2 separate regions of the Hordeum vulgare genome follow, and region 2 is linked to region 1. A link is a contact called in public Hi-C data. All regions are on one chromosome and are shown on one strand. The core of a region is the stretch at or near the end of the contact, and the rest is flanking DNA. Distances in the headings are between cores, read along the strand shown. Region 1 has its middle 230 kb from the start of LOC123426527. Region 2 has its middle 130 kb from the start of LOC123426528.

Region 1 (3,176 bases), core at 429-2,928:
ACCAATAGGATTCGAAGTTCCTTAGCACATGATGGATTGGGACGTTGAAGGCATATTAGTGAGAAGCTTAAAGAACGTGAAAATATCATCGAGCATATTAATAACATGAACAAGTGGAACAAATAGCTATGAGATATTACCTAGTATCTCCATTGCCTATCACATCTTACTTATTGTGTTTGTGAAGGTCGCATATGCCGAAAGAAACTTTCAAAGTTGAAGTTATTAAAGAATTATTTGAGATCAACAATGACTCAAGAGAGGTTAAATGGTTTGTCTGCATTATGCATCGAGAAAAATTATTGGTTGAGTTTGACATCGATCCCATGATAAGTGACTTTGCGTCGAGGAAGGTTAGATTTTTTTACGGTAATACGTACAAATTATTTGATAGGTTTAGGGTTGATTTTGATTGCATCCAAGTGTTACTGATAATAATTTATATATACTTACTTATACATCTCTCCCTAATAATAAAGCACGCAGCGCTTTAGCCGTCCGTCATGGCGTTTTTGCAAAAAAGCCCCCGACATTTCATGAAATCAACCCGCAGTCCGGATTTAAGTCAGAAAACGAATAGTTTTTTGCATTTTTTTAAAAAAACCCTGATGTTTCAGGTAATCAACCCGCAGTCCGGATTTAAGTCAGAAAACGAATTGTTTTTTTGCATTTTTCCAAAAACCCCGAAATGTTTCAGATAATCAACCCGCAGTCCGGATTTTAACAAAAAAACCCTAACTTTTCAGTTAATCAATCCATATTTTATCTAAAACAAAATTATCCATATCTTTTAAACCGTAACTCCGATTTTGACATGTTATATATGAAATTTGATTAAAAAAAGGTGTAGAATCTAAATGTGATGTTATTTTTAGCTGTTGAATACTTCTTAAATATTATTTTTGGTGCAAACTTAATCTGTAGTGCACAGTTCTTTTTTCTCTCTCTTTCCGACGATGATACGAATTTCAATAAACATCCATTAAATTAAAACCAAATTGAGAGGAAAAAAAACATCGTTAACAACACATGCACACTTTTGGAAAACCTCGTGGGGAGAAACAACATATTTCTTATCTTATTTCGAGTGATTGTACATTCAAACGCGTTTTCGTTGTGTGAGCACTAAAGCTATCGTCGGCAACACAAATGTGATGCCATGTGAAAATATATTACGTTTAGAGCGTGTGTTATTTTCTCTTCCGTTGCAACGCGCAGACTCTTTTGCTAGTATATTATATTACTTATATATTAAGGGCCTCCAATTTGTTCACCCCGGGCTTCCGAATTATCAGGACCGGCCCTGTACAAACACATGGTAATTTTGAACTTTCATGCTTCAATTTATTTTTGACAAAAATTTACCATATGTCATTGAAATTTATCATTCGCTTGTGACTGAAATTGTCATAAAAAAACATTAAGGCCGGAGTGCCATACACCTACCTTTTCATGAGGAAAATGGATTTTATTCGATCAGCACCTTTCTTAACAGCAAGATAGGTCTTTTATTTTGTAGTATATATATATGTTCCGTCGATGACTCTTTCAATTCTTCCTTGCCTCGTGACTCTTTCAACTCGACGTCAAACTGCCGCAAATCCAGCGTAGCATTAGACCATCTATGGAGACGCATGTATGATTGCCTTGACTTTTTCTCAGTTGTGCCCTTCTGCAATTCCAACCACCAAAAACCCTACTACTAGTATTATTACTACTAGCTTTTTGCTTACCATGGCCCATATTAGCCTTGACAAAACGAGTTTAAATACAAGGCGTTCATTCACACCGAAAACGATCTGGAAAAAAGGCAACCCCATCTACCGCACCAAACTCGCCCGCGCAAATGCAATCCACATCGATTGGTCTTATCCGACCGCCACCAGTACATGTTAATTATGCCCGAAAATGCATAAGTGCCTCACCAACCCTTGTAGATAAATTAGGAGGCTGTCAAGTGTCAAGTATAACCGGACAATGCTTGCCACATCAATGCCTGTTGGTTTGTGGCTAGGCTTACTGAGAAATCCTACTCTGTTTCCATACATGATTAGTTGTTTGTTAGCTTACTTTACGATGAGGTCAAGCTATCGCCCGATGCAGTTCAGAATTCGCTCGGGCAGCGCAACTCATTGGAAAAGCATCATCCAGATTACAAACTTTGGCTATGTATGGTTGGCTTTATCCAACTGTGTGGTTGAGTGATCAGTTGTACATCTCTGCTGTGTTTGTGTGAGGTTTGATGGCCGTGTGCAGTGATCAACCATTATACATGTTCTAATCTATTTAAAATTCGGGTCGGCCCTGTACGTGGTTCTTTCCATTTTCTCTTTGTCTAGGCCACCGAGGGGCACGGCTATGTATGACAGATCAGGGACTCGCGCCTACCCTGAGCGTCCACACGGCCCGGACCAATTAGCTTCCTACATGTTAGTCGTTTTTCTCTATTTTTATTATATAGCAAAAGGGCTCATGCGTTGTAACGGAAGAAAGAAATACCACACGCTCTTAATTTATAAAAAATGATCTATAATCTCAGAATTTGTAGTTACAACACAAATAAAGATCGTCTTATCCTACAAAAATGCAGTTTAAAATTTCAGAGGTCTTCTATTTTAACACGGCTTGCATGTAGATTTAGTACGTACAAAGAATCAGTCAAGTGACCTTCAGTTTCATCTCTAATCCTGATTTTGTTGACATGTTCATCCCCAACCCGGATGAGTACCGGTATGAAAAAAAGACAAATAATGACTTATTTATTAAGATTGCACCGTAGATAGTATTTTTATTAAACGTTTAACAGATAAAATAATATCATATTTAAATTCTACATATTTTTCTAATCAAATTCCATATATAATATGTTAAATTTGGAGTTACGGTTTAAAAGATATGAGTATTTTAAAAATCATTTAATATATACTACGAGTTTAATGTCATAAACAGTAAGGGCTTTTTTTAAAATCACCTCGGTGGGTTTTCCAACGGAAGCGATAGCCTCTTTATTATTAGGTAAAGATTTTTGCTCAGGTTTAGAATACCATGTAAATACATATATTATAAAAGTATATGAATTACTTTAGAAACTTTAAGAACTCCATATTCAAATCTGTTGACATCCTAAAAATTCTACTTTAAAACATGTTGTTAATATTTATTTTTAAAATCATAGC
Region 2 (3,176 bases), core at 497-2,996, 200 kb after region 1:
GGACAAACTTCCATGCTTATAGACGAGTGAAACTAGATATCTAGGTAGACATGGTTCATAGTTGCCATATACTTTACATTTAGCTAATGTAAAAATTGGAAAATTTTAGCTAGCATAAAAAAATGCGGAAAATAGTCAAATATTGGGAAAATTGATTTGGAAAAACCATGTTTTTTGGGAAAATAGCCATGGTCTAAGTAACAAAAAATGCCATGGTCTAAAAATAGAAAATTGACATAACTTAAATAATAAAAATGTTATCCTCTGAATAAAGAAAATTGCGATGCCACCCACACTAAGAACTAACATGGTCTAATTAATATGCCGTCGTTGAACTAATCAAATTGTGATAGTATAAAATAATAAAGTTGCGATGCTACCCAAACCAAACCTACCATGGTCTGAAGAATAAAAGTGCCATGGCAGCTTCATGTGAACATGGCAAAACAATTAGGAATTTTGATGGAAATTTTACATAAACCATAACGGCTTGTCACATGGCAATTTTGGACAGGAGGGGGTATTCTAAGAGGATTTTTGTAACTGGTATTATACAAAGGACAAACATTGTTGTACATGGCAAAAGGTAAGTCAAAATTGCCAATATCAAAATTTGCAAGGGAACAAATATGGTGTGCATGGCAAAATGTATCCAATGGCAAATTTTGCGGGGACCAAACATTGTTGTGCTTAACTATGAAGGATAGTAACCTTAATTGTCATGACATAAAAATTACACAACAGAAAAGTTGCCAAAATACAAATAATAAAATGTCAAATAATAAAAGTTGCCAAGATACAAATAATCTGAATTTCTAATGTGAATTGCCATTCATGTACCCTAACATTAAAAAAATTGTCAACCTTCTACACGTGAACAAATTGTGTTTGCTCATGTTTGAGTGACATTTGAGAGACTAACCAAATGAGAATTTTTCATGCCTAAGCTATGATTTGCGATGGAAGTATGTTTGAAAATGCACTTGAGAGCGTTCGTGGCCCTGGGGCCTTAATGATCGGCGATGTGGGGCCTTAGGATGTTGTGTTTCATGACCCTACCTGTAATATATAGGTGACTACATCAGATACCTCTACAAGAAGACAAAATTCAATGTTCAAGACGACTCATTTTGAAGCACTCATTTTTCATTATTATTTTTGGCACACATCTCTACGGATGTCTTTTTGTAGCGGAAATTTTCAGGTTGTTAGAAAACTTGTTGATGTTCATCCATAAAAACAATTCAGATTTTGTTTTTCATTTTCAATGTTTCTTCTGAAATTTACTTTTTGCGCGGGTGCATTTGTACTGGAGATTAGAGCGACACTTTCGGTAAATGATACTCCTAGTTATGACCAGCCTAACTTGTGAGTTTCAGAAGATAAGCACGGTAAATTGTCCGCATGTCTAGTATTATGATTGATAGAAGGACGTGAGCTAAGTTTCCCTTTTGAGCTTCAGAATGACAGCTTTTTCTTGTGCGGATAAAGCTTCAGAATGAGAGCTGAAATGATGTTTTGTCTAAACTCCGTTGCAGCAAGCTAAATGCGTGTGATAGAGGTGGCATAACATGACCGCTTAGTAACATCATTAGGCGATGGATTGTAAGCATAATAATTCAATGCATGCGTTGGCCGAGTAGAAATTTGGCAAGGTGTCGTCAATTTGCTTTTCTATTCCCTGCTCCTGCTGGTTTCTTTGGCTTTATTCGTAACCCTGTTAAAAGCGCCACGTACGGCGCCAGCTAGTTGCTTGCACAATTAGCGCGCCTACGTTTCGCCGTCGACTTGCCAGACTGGTCGGCCGTGTGCTGCCACATAATATGCGTGCCTTTATTGTGTTTTTGTATTGTGTTGTACGCTTATACCAGTGGTCTTGGATGATATATAATTGATTTGACAAGATTTAAAGTAGGCTTCAAGTTAGTTATGAATTCCCTAGTTATTTTCGGAACCTGTCTTTCCTCTCTTTTTCAAAAGCAAGGGGCCATAATCACTTGTTATCATCAGTGGTATAAACAGCTATTCTGCACAGGAATTTGCAGCTCCTTGCTAGCCATATATTCCCCTAATATTCCTAGTTACAAATTCCTCAACCCTAGCGTGGGCCAATTGGGCGGCTCACACATAGAATATTACTGTTAGAATGTTCTATGGAATCATAATATAATCAGTGGGATCTGGCTTGTAACGTGGATGTCAGCTGCCACTACAAGTGTTGTGCAAGTGAGATCTTTCAGGTATGGACAAGCTACCTGATCTGCATGTTACTATTCAAGAGGAGGCCGGCTCTCTACACCTAAAGCTAAGCAAAGTTGGGGGTATATCTATGGAAGGAACATGATCTCGGCAAGATTGCTATTCTAATGGAGAACAGAATAATCACCATTTGGCACAAGATGCATGCATGCTTGCCCCTTGACTCAGCTAGCTAAGCTAGTGATGTAGAAGCTATCCTGGACTGGCCGGCTAACGAAGCAGCCAACAATCTACTCCACAGCTTGGAACTTTATTAAAAGAAGATAAGTGCATGTGTTAGCTTGCTAGGTAGGGGACGGATGAGATGTATATATGTGTACAAATACTGCTTGTTGTCCCATCTTGAAGCAAAGAAGCCTACCACTCTTCAACAGTAGGACCGGATATGGATTGGTCTGATGGCTCAAGTGATAACCCCAGGTCAAAACTATTTGTTATCTATCTATCTGTAAAGTATGCTTAAAAGAAACAGTGCAATGCCATGTTTATCCTCTTGGCATATATTATCAATAGTTAAATTATGGCAAGGCCCACTACTTTCGCTGATCCTGACAAGGTTGATCAATCGTCAACCTGATTTTTTTTTCGAAAATGAGGCATGACCCGGTCTCTGCATCGAGCTATGCATGCATCCTTTTATTCAATTATAACGAAACCAGTCTAAACAAAGTACATGTAGGTCTTAGAAAAGTAACAAAAGACACAAGACGCCTCTCGCGCCACAACCGGGAATGAGAAGATGCCTACATGACTATCCATATATCCTATTATTGTGTCGTCATCCAAATCGGTTGAAGATACCTTGAGCTACCATCTCCCAGCGCGCACATCCAGTAACCAAAGGCTCCCTGGCTTCCGCAGGAGTGAGTAAGGACCACGTGCGGATCAAGACAGTAGCCCTGAAGATAACCTGCAAA

What was found. A called contact is a pair of places that touch in the nucleus more often than the background predicts.
Region 2: a contact with region 1 is called in a Hi-C map of leaf, with 3 times the contacts expected there. The contact joins two enhancer-like sites. A contact is called at or near these places in 3 of 6 Hi-C or Micro-C datasets (leaf and seedling).

What each region holds. Positions count from the first base shown.
Region 1 is chr2H:429,806,948-429,810,123 of MorexV3_pseudomolecules_assembly, forward strand. No RefSeq gene overlaps it. Among protein-coding and RNA genes, the nearest start is that of LOC123426527, 230 kb to the left of the region's middle. Within about 2 kb of position 1,679, at least 2 of the 3 cell types and tissues checked have open chromatin away from gene starts, as enhancers often do. A contact at or near this core is called in leaf, where this site is marked.
Region 2 is chr2H:430,009,310-430,012,485 of MorexV3_pseudomolecules_assembly, forward strand. No RefSeq gene overlaps it. Among protein-coding and RNA genes, the nearest start is that of LOC123426528, 130 kb to the right of the region's middle. Within about 2 kb of position 1,747, at least 2 of the 3 cell types and tissues checked have open chromatin away from gene starts, as enhancers often do. A contact at or near this core is called in leaf, where this site is marked.